Regions from separate parts of the Mus musculus genome. Here regions 1 and 3 are each linked to region 2. The links are chromatin contacts, called in public promoter capture Hi-C and targeted proximity ligation maps. All regions are on one chromosome and are shown on one strand. The core of a region is the stretch at or near the end of the contact, and the rest is flanking DNA. Distances in the headings are between cores, read along the strand shown.

The links. Promoter capture Hi-C pulls out the DNA fragments that hold promoters and counts their contacts.
Region 1: a promoter capture Hi-C map of pre-B cells shows a contact between it and region 2, with 2.2 times the contacts expected there. A contact is called at or near these places in 5 of 39 promoter capture datasets (the 3T3-L1 cell line, the HPC-7 cell line, embryonic stem cells and 2 more) and 2 of 484 Hi-C or Micro-C datasets (the G1E-ER4 cell line and embryonic stem cells).
Region 3: a targeted proximity ligation map of extraembryonic endoderm stem cells shows a contact between it and region 2, with 5 times the contacts expected there. A contact is called at or near these places in 9 of 39 promoter capture datasets (the 3T3-L1 cell line, 3T3-L1-derived adipocytes, the HPC-7 cell line and 5 more), 5 of 484 Hi-C or Micro-C datasets (the HPC-7 cell line, cortical neurons, embryonic fibroblasts and 1 more) and 1 of 130 datasets of targeted methods (extraembryonic endoderm stem cells).

The regions. Positions count from the first base shown.
Region 1 is chr19:37,057,678-37,061,317 of GRCm38.p6, forward strand. The region is part of intron 8 of Cpeb3 (cytoplasmic polyadenylation element binding protein 3); the gene reads right to left. Among named protein-coding and RNA genes, the nearest start is that of A330032B11Rik, 110 kb to the right of the region's middle.
Region 2 is chr19:37,432,766-37,436,334 of GRCm38.p6, forward strand. Hhex (hematopoietically expressed homeobox) reads left to right here and starts at 2,076. Exons shown (of 4, transcript NM_008245.3): 1 at 2,076-2,468. The coding sequence starts at 2,105.
Region 3 is chr19:37,921,027-37,925,012 of GRCm38.p6, forward strand. Myof (myoferlin) reads right to left here. Exons shown (of 54, transcript NM_001302140.1): 40 at 3,580-3,678; 41 at 1,932-2,057; 42 at 310-465. Among named protein-coding and RNA genes, the nearest start is that of Gm52397, 63 kb to the right of the region's middle.

The DNA.
Region 1 (3,640 bases), core at 849-3,348, 380 kb before region 2:
GTAATCTGTTTTACACAAAGCTTGCTGGTATAAACATTTATTTATGCCACAGAGTAACCGTGAAGGAATGCAACACTAATAAAACCCACAGTTATTGGTAAAAGTGTGAATTCCCCCTTCTGAGGTCTCCCAATGTGTCTTCTACAGAGTGCATGTCCTAGGGGTTGCTGTGTCAGAAGACGGCTATTTGGGGAAAGCTGTAGATTATCTTCTTGGAGTTTCAGGACATTCATTGATGTACTTAATTGAAAACTTTAAGGAAGTCTACAGGCAAGAAATCTGTTCAACATTGCGAAACATAGCATATCCCAAGTTATTTTTATGCAACTTTTTTTTTTTTTTTTTTTTTTTAAGATTTATTTATTATTATATGTAAGTACACTGTAGCTGTCTTCAGACACACCAGAAGAGGGAGTCAGATCTCATTACGGATGGTTGTGAGCCACCATGTGGTTGCTGGGATTTGAACTCTGGACCTTCGGAAGAGCAGTCGGGTGCTCTTACCCACTGAGCCATCTCACCAGCCCCATTTTTTTTTTTTTTTTTTTTTTTTTAAGATTTATTATTATATGTTGGTACACTGTAGCTGTCTTCAGACACACCAGAAGAGGGCGTCAGATCTCATTACGGATGGTTGTGAACCACCATGTGGTTGCTGGGATTTGAACTCAGGACCTTCGGAAGAACAGTCAGTGCTCTTACCCACTGAGCCATCTCTCCAGCCCCCTTATGCAACTTTTAAATATAACAAACATAATGTTCAAATTTGAGCATCACTGTCCTACACCAAAGTACTCTACTGAGTGATGAACCGTTATTGTTTTGAAAAGGTTACTTCTACAGAAATTAACTTTAAGTAGTTAAGAGTAAATTTAATAGTAGCAAATTAGTTAATATATTTAAATATTAAACAGATGTCCGAAGAATTAAAAGTTATCAAACTAACCTTAATTAAATATATGTTACCAAATCAGTTCAGTTATATTTACGATTAATAAAGAGTAAAATACTGGATCTAAATTAAAAACTAAAATTTTATTTACTGAAAACGAAAGGTGATTAATAGAATTAAGTGCAAGCCAACTACTAAGAAAAACATTAAAAGTGCAACATGGATCACTTGTTTAGACATAAGGCATATAAAAATCACTAACTAAAGAGTTCAATGAAAATTAACAAAAACTTCCAAATTAAAGTGTAAATGTACATTTTTGTTCTATCTTTAATAACAGAATAAAAGAAAACACAATGGCCTTGCACACTGGCACAGGCCTTTAATCCCAGCACTTGGGAAGAAGAGGCAGGCAAAAACTCTCAAGTTTGAGCCTCGTGGTCTACATAGAGTTCTAGGCCAGCCAGGGCTGCATGGAGAGACCCTGTCTTGAAAAAAGAAAAGAAAAGAAGGAAGGAAGGGAGGGAGGGAGGGAGGGAGGGAGGGAGGGAGGGAAATGGAAGAACAAATAGAAAAGGGCTTCAAGTTTTTTGTTATGTGTGTGTGTGTGTGTATGTGTGTGTGTGTGTGTGTGTGTGTGTGTGTGTGTGTGTGTGTTCGAGAGTGTGTGCATGCACTCAAGTGTATTTTAAAACATCATTTAGCCTTCCTACAATTCTAGAATTCTCTATTTAGATTCAAATTAGTGTAGATCACTAATTCTGGGCACTCATTTGGAACACCTTGCTTTATACTTCATCCTCCTGGTTACCACTGTACGTTATAAACGCCCACCACACAAATATTCTACTGCAAGGTGTCTTGTTCCATCTGTTTTTCCCAAAGGAACTCAAAAGTCAGCACTGCAGTTCCACGGTCAGCTCAAGTACCAGAGCGGATACTTCCTCCCCAGTCATCTGGCTGTTAGCTCTCCCCTACAAAGCTCAGAGTTGAGACACAGTCAACTCTAACCCCCTTTTGTAATTTCCTGAGCTCTCCCCCCATACCCTTCAAAGTCCCTACTCTTCAAGAAAAAGACTATTTTTCTCCCCCCAATCCTACAATCCTTTCATTTTACATGAAACAGAACAACAATAGTGCAGAACCATCAGGAATGCTCTCCACAGCAAGTGGCAGCATCCCAAACTCATCCAGCCAGGATGAGTCAGCTAAACCAAGTCCCCTGACATATAGCTGTAACGGCTGTGTCAGTTGAAGGGATGGACTCCGACCCATGTCAGCTGTCAGCAATTCTATTTTAAGTACCACAGCCCTCACCAAATCACTAAAGTGTGACAGCAGAAACAGAAAGAGTCAGCAGAAGCAGAAAGAGTTTATAGTTTGTAAAGTGTCTTTGCCTCTTTCATGGTATAAGGGCTCTTTTTATTATTAAACACAGAAACTAACAGCCATAGCAGCAGTATTTGGGGAATTAAACTTTTCAAAGCACATATATATTTGGTATTTCATTTTGAGCTAATTTTCATTTCTTAGATAGTAATAAACAAATCAGCTAATTTCCAAGAGTAGATGCCATCTATTAGTCTCAAGTGTTCTTCTGTACCAGGCGACAACCCGGGTAACTCTCAAGAGAAGGAGAAAGAACAGAGCCTGATAACTGATCAGTCCTTGGCTTTGGTAAGAGATCTGTATCCTACATGGCTCTGGGGCTGCAGGCCAAAAGCTGTGACTCTAACCCTCTAACTCAGCTGTTCTTCTCAACTTGTGGGTTACAACTCCTTTGGGAGTGGAATGACCCTTTCACAGAGGTCTCCTAAGACCTTCGGAAAACACAGATATTTACATTACGATTCATAACATTAGCAAGATCATAGTTGTGAAGTAGCAAACATGAGGAACTGTATTAAAGGGGCGCAGCATTAGGAAGGCTGAGAACCACTGGTCTAACTGATCCTCAGACAAAAAAACAAAACAAAACAAAACAAAAACGCTCCAGGGAACTTCATCAAAAGAGTCAAAATTCTTTCTAGACAGGGAGCAATAAATAATACTGGGAAATTCTGTCTTGTGCTTCCAGCATGCTCCAGGTGTTCCACCAGGTACAGTAAGTTAAGCCCTGCAACGTGCGCTAAGCTGTAGTGCTCACTCCATGCAAGGCTTCATAGCCCGTCAGGGGCCGTCAACTACTAATGAAGCATGGCATTTTGTGTACTCTTTCATAGGGATGCTTAGCAAAAAAAAAAAAAAAAAAAGAGAGAGAGAGAGAGAGAATGAACAAATGATACTACAAAAAAGGTTATGTAATGCATACCCTTGAGTTAGTAAAGTCATTATTAATGAAATACTACAGTCAAAAGACGCAAGCGAACCCTTTCCTGACCAAGTCATAACATCGGCACATTCTTCTCCATCCATGACTCCCAGTCTCACATACTCCCTATGGCATCTCTCAGAGTACCTGCAGCTCCTTAGTTCACTTCCTGTCACACACCTACTTCCCACTGTTACAGCCAGGGTCCTTTGAGGCTGAGCTCATACACCTGTGTGTGGCCCAACTGCCCAGTAAAGTATCCAGCCTTAATGAACTCTATGTGCAGATTTGAGGAATAACGGGTACTCTTTCTTCTGTACCCCCTTTTTGAGAGTGTCTCACTGTACATCCCACTCTGTTCTCAACCTCGAGACCTTCTTGGTCTGGCCTCCCAAGTACTGGGATTACAGGTAGGCCCACCACACCAGCTTGGCTAC
Region 2 (3,569 bases), core at 826-3,325:
TCCAGCATTAAGGGAGACAATCTCCCATAGGCTGCGCCACCTCACTGGTCCCAAATGTTTTATATTTGTTCTGGCATTCTCCCAGTTTTCCCACCCACCACTTCTTTATTTCACTTGAGTTCAATGGACTTAGAAATAGCATAGTTTACTACGTATTTTTTCAACTTCGCTATTGTGTGTAATGCGACACAGCAAGCAGACAGAGGGCAGAGGACAACTGTGGAATCGGTTCTTCCTTCCACCATGTCTTCCCTGGATCGAAGCTCAGGTTGCCAGGCTAGCACCTCCTCGATGATGTATTTTTCAAGGCTTAAATAACCCGGAGTTTGCCCACCGGAAGCCCCTTCAAGCAGTCTGTTGTCTGGCCAAGATGTCTTTGCGCTCACCAGAAAGAAACCTCCCAAGGTTCAGTTCTCCAGGTATTCAGAAGTCTACTCTCTTTCCAGCCCTGCCCGAAGTTAGTTAAACTTGTTCTCCTTTTTATGGTTCACATAACAGGGTGAACACACGGAGATATAGCCTTACCAGCCCCCAAGGTTTTAATTCTAATAGCGGCGCTTCACACTCACTGGTTTGTTTGTGCTAATTAACGGCTTTTGTCTGTCATTATTCTGAAAGATGTCCGTGACTCCATCCCCAAGCAGTTAGGAACCTTTATGTCAAGTCCCAAACGGGACAGGTGAGAAAAGCCCAGGGCAATAAACTGACAGACTCAACTCAAGTGCTCTTCTGACTTGGAGTCACTCACACCCTAGGCTCCTTGACACCTACCTATCTTTCAAACATTATTTCCTTTGGGAAGACTTTTCCTTTTTCAAAGTGACTCTCTCCTTTACCCGAAAGGAGGGGCTGGAGCTCCTTAAGGTTTCGACCCTTACACACGATTTCTCCCTAGTAGATGTGACTGTGTTCGTTTCCTGCTTCCACCAGGGCAGAGACTGCCTCTCTCGTTTGCTAATGACACACAGTAGTTGCTCAAGAAAATAAGGTGTGAAGTGAAACTCGGACCCAGGTCCTCTGGCTATTTCGCCTTCAGTCCCACTGCAGCTGAAGATTAATTCCAAAGGATAAAACTAAATATCTCAGTTGAAAAAAAAAAGCCAGGGAGTTTTTCTACTAATAGAAGTCCTTAGCAGAAACTGCCCAACTCAAGGTGTGGTCACCCCAGGAGGGCGTCAATCAAGAAAATGCCCCTTTGCCCCAGAGGCGAGTGAAGCCGCACAGAGCTGAGGCCACACTGAGCAGCGCACCACGGCTTTGAATAGAAAACACGTGTAAAACCTCAGAGGCCGGCTAAGCGCAGCTGTGTCCTTCAGGGCCTGGGGACAGAGGTCCAGGAGCACCTCCCACCCCCATTGGATCGAAGAACACTGCATAGCCTCTGTCCTGCGCCATACGATTAAGGTTCTATCTTGATACCGGTCTGGAGCAGATTCCGTTAGCATCCAGGGAGGTGGCCGAGCTAGGGGGTCCTCAAATAGGTCTGGAACACCTGCAGCCTCGCTGTCAGTACCCGTCTGGGACTAGGACGCAGCCAACGGCTTGGGTCTTCTCCTTGGAGCGCCGAGCTGCGGAGGTCCCCCGTTCTAGACAGTGCCACCGTTACCCCAAGAAGCGCAGCCTTCTGGCCGCCCGAAGGTGCCATCCTGCCGGCGGCCTCCTGGCCCGCAGAGTCCCATCGCTTCTCCAGGTTCCAGAGGCTGCCCGAGTTTCAGCAGTGGCGCCATCCCGTCAGGATCCGCGCCCCGCGGCGCACGTCTTGTGACCTCCTCTTCGACGGTCGCAGTCGCTCGCTAGGTGCCTGGAACCTCTGGGGGCGCCTGCGGCGCAGGAACACCCTGGCGGAGGGTCCCCGGAGCCCCACAGCCCGTGCGTCTCGGGGGCGGGAGCTGGGCCGGTGGGGGCGGATCGGCGCGGGGGTTAGTGGGGGGCGGAGGCGAATCTGAAGCCAGCGCCATTGGCCGCAGGGCCTGGCGGCAGGAAGGGGACCGAGCGCGGCCCCACCCCGCGGCTGCCCGAGCCTATCGCCTGGAGCGCAGAGCGCAAATAAATGTAGCGCGGCGCCGCCGGCCGGCAGCTCTCTGCGAGGGGCTGCGGAGCGGCCATGCAGTTCCCGCACCCGGGGCCCGCGGCTGCGCCCGCCGTGGGAGTCCCGCTGTATGCGCCCACGCCGCTGCTGCAGCCCGCTCACCCGACGCCCTTCTACATCGACGACATCTTGGGTCGCGGGCCCGCCGCCCCCACGCCCACTCCCACGCTGCCGTCCCCCAACTCCTCCTTCACCAGCCTCGTGTCCTCCTACCGGACCCCGGTGTACGAGCCCACGCCGGTCCACCCCGCCTTCTCGCACCACCCGGCCGCCGCGCTGGCCGCCGCCTACGGCCCCAGTGGCTTCGGAGGCCCTCTGTACCCGTTCCCGCGGACGGTGAACGACTACACGCACGCCCTACTCCGCCACGACCCCCTGGGTAAGGCGGCCGGGGCCGAGTGAGGGCGTCCGTGAGGAAGGCGCTCCCGGCGGGTGGCAGCGCGCGGGAGGCGGCAGGGGCGGACGGACGGGAAGCGCAGTGGAAAAGTTGCGGCGAGCTCTCGGAGCGAGCGGCTCGCGGGTGCATGCGGGGCCCCGGTACTGGGAAGCTCGGCGACTCAGATTGCTTTTCCTGCACCTTGCAGACGTCGGGGCAAGCGTAGTCGGGAGAGACCTGGGGCTCCCGGGGAGGTGGAGGAGGGCGGCCCTGGCCACGCGTGTCGCCCCGGGGTGGGTGGGGGACTCCCTTAGCGAGCGGCCCGGAGAAGAGGACGTCGGGGCGCCCTGAGCCTGGCCCCTGCAGGGCAGGGAGAGCTGCCTGCCCGGGCGGTTCCTGGGCTGGGCTTGGTTCAACAAGCTTGTGCAGTGAAGGAGCCTGACCCTTTCCGTTCATACAGGAAATCTTGAGTTCTCGATAGGAGTAAATCTGGTTTCTGAAGCTGTTAAGTGTTTTCCTGGCTGCATGAAGCAGACCCTTCCCCCGGAGTAGTGCACGCTGCTGATTATTTTATCGACATCCTCAATACAGACAAATTCAGGAAACACTCGACGTCTGATAGCCAGGATCCGTTTTTCTGATATTGTTCATTTCCTCTGTGTGGGATGTGACTTTATGGCAGCTAAAATAACCAGTTGCTTCCTCTCTGCCTCTCCCGCCACCCCCCACCCCCATCTTTGGAGGCTGTTTTGCACCAAGTCTGAAGCCTGACGCAAGCAAAATCTCGGGGGGAAAAAAAAACAATGCCAACTTTCAAAATGTTTAGGTGTAGGTCTGTGGACATAGGGACGGACGGACGGACAGACGCACCACCATCAATTTGGAGAAGGAAAGTGCAGACCCCGAACAAATACTAAGGGCTACACGTTGGCAATTTGGGATTTTCGAGGCTTGTCCTCACAACATTCCTAAGAATAAATACGCGATGGTGACCGGGTTCAGGGCCTCAGCCTCTGAACCAGTGGGGTCTAGAGTGAATAAGAGGGGGCTCCAGAGTTTAAAGTCAACAGTTTGGCAGCTTAACTGGGGACCTGGGAGACAATT
Region 3 (3,986 bases), core at 150-2,649, 490 kb after region 2:
GGGGTGGAGGTAGGGATGACCTAACTCTGCACATGCTGGTCCTGTGACTGGAGCAAATCTTGTCCTGGGTCACATCAGTAACACGAGAAGGATGAACTAGAGAGCCCTAAGCACCACCACCCCCACAGCCCCAGCCAAAGCTCTTGGGTAAAACCCCATGGGGACAATCCTTCTGTTCACATTGTTTTGATAGAGTATCTTTCTCCTTGTGAGATAACAGACGCCCAGAAAGAAAGAAGGTGACAATTACCATGGCTGATGACTATAATTATCCTGCTATGGGAGAAGGCCCCACACCCAAACTCTTACCAGGCCATTGTTGTCCTGAGGCTGGAGCTGTAAGCCTTGAACAATGTAAATCCTAACAGTGCATTCCTGTGGGACACTGTCAGGCAGTTCCCGAAACTGCCTGGGAGGGGCTGGCACACTGGGGTCATCCGGCAAGGGGTAGATTCGGAAGGAGCCCTGAGAGAAAGAGAGAGACGTGTACTGATGACTCCGAAGGACCCTGGCCAATGGGTAGAGGGCGCTTGGGAAATGTGCACCCATCTTGTGCACCCTCCGTCTCACACAGTTGGGTGATGTTAGGTGTCTCTGACATAACCTGTTTTGGCTCTTGTGGGATTCCAGTAGAGAACACTCCAGCATTCTACAGCCATCATTTCAGAAGAGGGCATTCTAGGAAGGGGGCAATAAACCTGAGCAGGAAGTGGAGGTGGCTGGTCAGGGTTGGGGGACGTGGTGGCAAAACAAGGTAAAGAGTTGAGATTATTTTGGAGACAGGAATAAGTCCCGAGGTGATTTCACTGCTGGGTCTCCCTACCTGCCTGGGCCCCACTCCCAGGCAAATTGATGCTCTGCTTCAGGTCTCAGCTAAAAAGACTGCACACTTTGTTTTGAAACCAGCTTAAGTACAGGGAAAGGTATCGAAAGTTGGGATTAGGATGTTTGGGCCTTTCTTCTGGCCAGCTGCACTCAGGAACATGTCATGAAGCAAGCACCCATTGAATACTGGGTGAGGAACACCCAAAAATCAAGAAACAGAGTATGGCACAAGATACTAGATTAGCTTGGCTGTGTACCCTATTGTGGTCTTAGTAGGAGGCTGGGGTGGGGAGGATTTGAGACCCTGTGTTGGGTGTAATCCCCTGATCCATTAGCCATGTCTGCTATTGGCAAAGGATTAGGAAGAGGTAGTGTCAGATGCCCTGGCCTTGCCAAGTGTGCTTGGGAGGAGAAGCAACAATCAAACCTGACAGGAGGTGAACCCAGACCTGTGGGAGCCCAGAGCATGGGTGAGTCATGCTGCCCAAAGCAGCCAGGGAACTCTTGACAAACCCTGATGACATCTGAGCTGTCTTAGGGCCTGAGCAGGGCTTTGTCAAACTACAGAGAGGAAAGGAAGGGCACCCAGGAAAGGAAGAGCTGCCTAGCCCAAGGCTCCGTACATCCATAGAGAGAACTTGTAAGGTGTGTTTGGGACTTGGGAGTGGTTCTTCTGTATGCAGGAGGGACCCAGAGCTTGGGAAAGGCCAGCTCAGCTTTGGAAGGAGTTGAGGCCTGAGCTGTGAAATACAAGAGGTGTGTTTAAGCCATTCAGATGGAGGCTCAAATTTGGTTACGGTGAGGAGAGACTGCTTGGGAGGAGCAGAAAGGTGGCTAAGATCTCCATCTGGGAATCTGCCACAGTGATCTTGCTAATACCCCAGGAGGGCAGAAGGTAGGAGAAATGAGGTCTTGGGAAGATTTGACCCAGGAGGATTTGAGTCTGGCCAGCCCAAGCAATATCCTGACTCCCCTGGGGGCATTTTCCTTCCTGCAGAGGGCAGAGGACATGTCCAGCTGCAGACATCAGCTGTCTTTCATCCGAAATCAATAATAAAAAAAAGAAGATAGATTTTTCAAAGGACACACACGCACACTTTACTCACTTTAAACTCTCCTACCACAGATGGATCTTCATTCTCATCGGACTTGCCTCTGTACAGCTTGAAGGTATCTGAGAAATCTGTCAGGCCTTCAAAGTCGGCTACATCCTCCAGTTCACAGTCATAGATCTGAAAACCATCAGCGGACTCTCAGTTTCTCATTAAAACAGAGGTGGTGTCTCCAGCCAACAGGGCTGAGTACCAAAAGGATTGGACAGAACTCCTGGGGCCCTCACGGGTGCAGCATAGAACTGCCACTTGGGAAAATGCCACACTTCTTTTAGGGGGTTACATATCTTAGGATCCAGAAGTGGTGTTTCTAGGAATTTACCAAAAAGAAACATGAGCATGTCCATGTGGTTCAAGAAGGTCCAGTGTTGGGAGGATGAGTCAACAAACCATGGAGAGGAGAGAGAAAAGAAGGGGCAAGGGGAGGTGAGATGGGGTATGAACACGGCATGACCCAACTCCAACCCAGTCTGATCCAATATGATTCAGCAAGAGTAAACAAACTTGTGATACCCACAACAACATGACGAGTCTCAAAAGCAGACTCCTTTGGGACCAAAGGAGCCAAATACAGAATGAATATTGTCTGAGTCCAGTTATCTGGAACACAGGAGCAAGCGAAGCCAGCCTATCATGGTAACTATCAGACCAGCTGTGCACCAGAGGGGTGCAGCTCGTGGAGAGTTGGCTTGACAGGAGCGCAGAGGAGCTTCCTGTGTGTGAAAATGGTCTGCCCCTTGCTGTGGGGGCAGCTTTACACAGATGTACACAACACCAAAGCCTTGTGGGAGGGCCAGCTTGTGGCATATAAATTAGACCTTGGTTTTAAAAGAAAAGTTGGACAAGAGAGAAAGATGGAAGGGAGAAGAGGAAGAAGTAATGGAAACCTGTCCCTTCACCCCCCGTCTCATTATTTTTCCATGTGATTTCTAACATGCTAGCTTTCCTCACACTACACGAATACATTACGCCACCAACAAGCAAGGGTATAGGTCTTTCTTTGATAGAGGAATAATTTTAATAACTAGATGTTTCTCATTTAACTTCATCTTTCTCCTCTACCTCGCTCTGACTCCTGTAGGTTTGCAGCTGACAGAGTTAGCAACTGAACAATGAAGAACTGGAAAACTCAGAACATGAAGAGAATAAATAATACAGATAGCTAGCCCTGGCCGCCTCCGCCGCTTCCTCCTGCGCTCGTGTGCCCCACGGTTGTGATGTGACTAGGCATACATGTAACAGAATCAACTTTTAATTTGGCAAAACTGATCACTGTTTGGAAGACAAAACGAAGCGTGTTGACATCTTTTTGTTGTTGTTCTGCAAAGGGCACAGTGACTTCTGAGTCTCCCCGAGCCAATCTGGATAATTGTTGGCCTAATTAGTATGGTATTAACCCACTCCTAGCCTTCTGCCAGATGCCCCCAAGCCCCAAAGTGGCAGTCACGCAACCATAACTCAGCAACTTTCCTCAGTCCCTGATACTTGGCAGAGCCAAGCCTGTTGCAAGAGGGCTCTCCAGGAGAGCAGAGGCAAGCTTGGCCCCTGTCCATCAGCACCCACCACGAGGCCTTGTAAGCCTAGGGCCTAAGGCATGCTGAAACTGGCTTTTCCCCACCCATAAGAACATAAGTCCAAGTACCTTGAGTTTGGAATAGCCTTTCTGAATATACTGTCCACATTTTTCATGCTCTCCAGAGGAAGCATAAAATTTACTCCACCAGTCAACGATTTCTTCCTCCTAAAGCCACATGCAAATGAAAAAAAATGATATTGACAGTGTGGATTTCTGATTTTTTTTTTAACAGAAAAGTCACTATGGAACAGATAAGAGAGAGAGACAGAGACAGAGAGAGAAGGCTACCGACAGCTCTGAGATTATCTGCCTCTGTTTACATGCACGGTGGGCAGCACAGCCACAATTCTGCATAGAAGCAGGAGATGTCAACCAGTGACATGGGTGTGTGTGTGTGTGTGTGTGTGTGTGTGTGTGTGCGTGTATGTAGATGCCTGTGTGTAGAGGAGTACACGTATGTAGGCGTACATGTG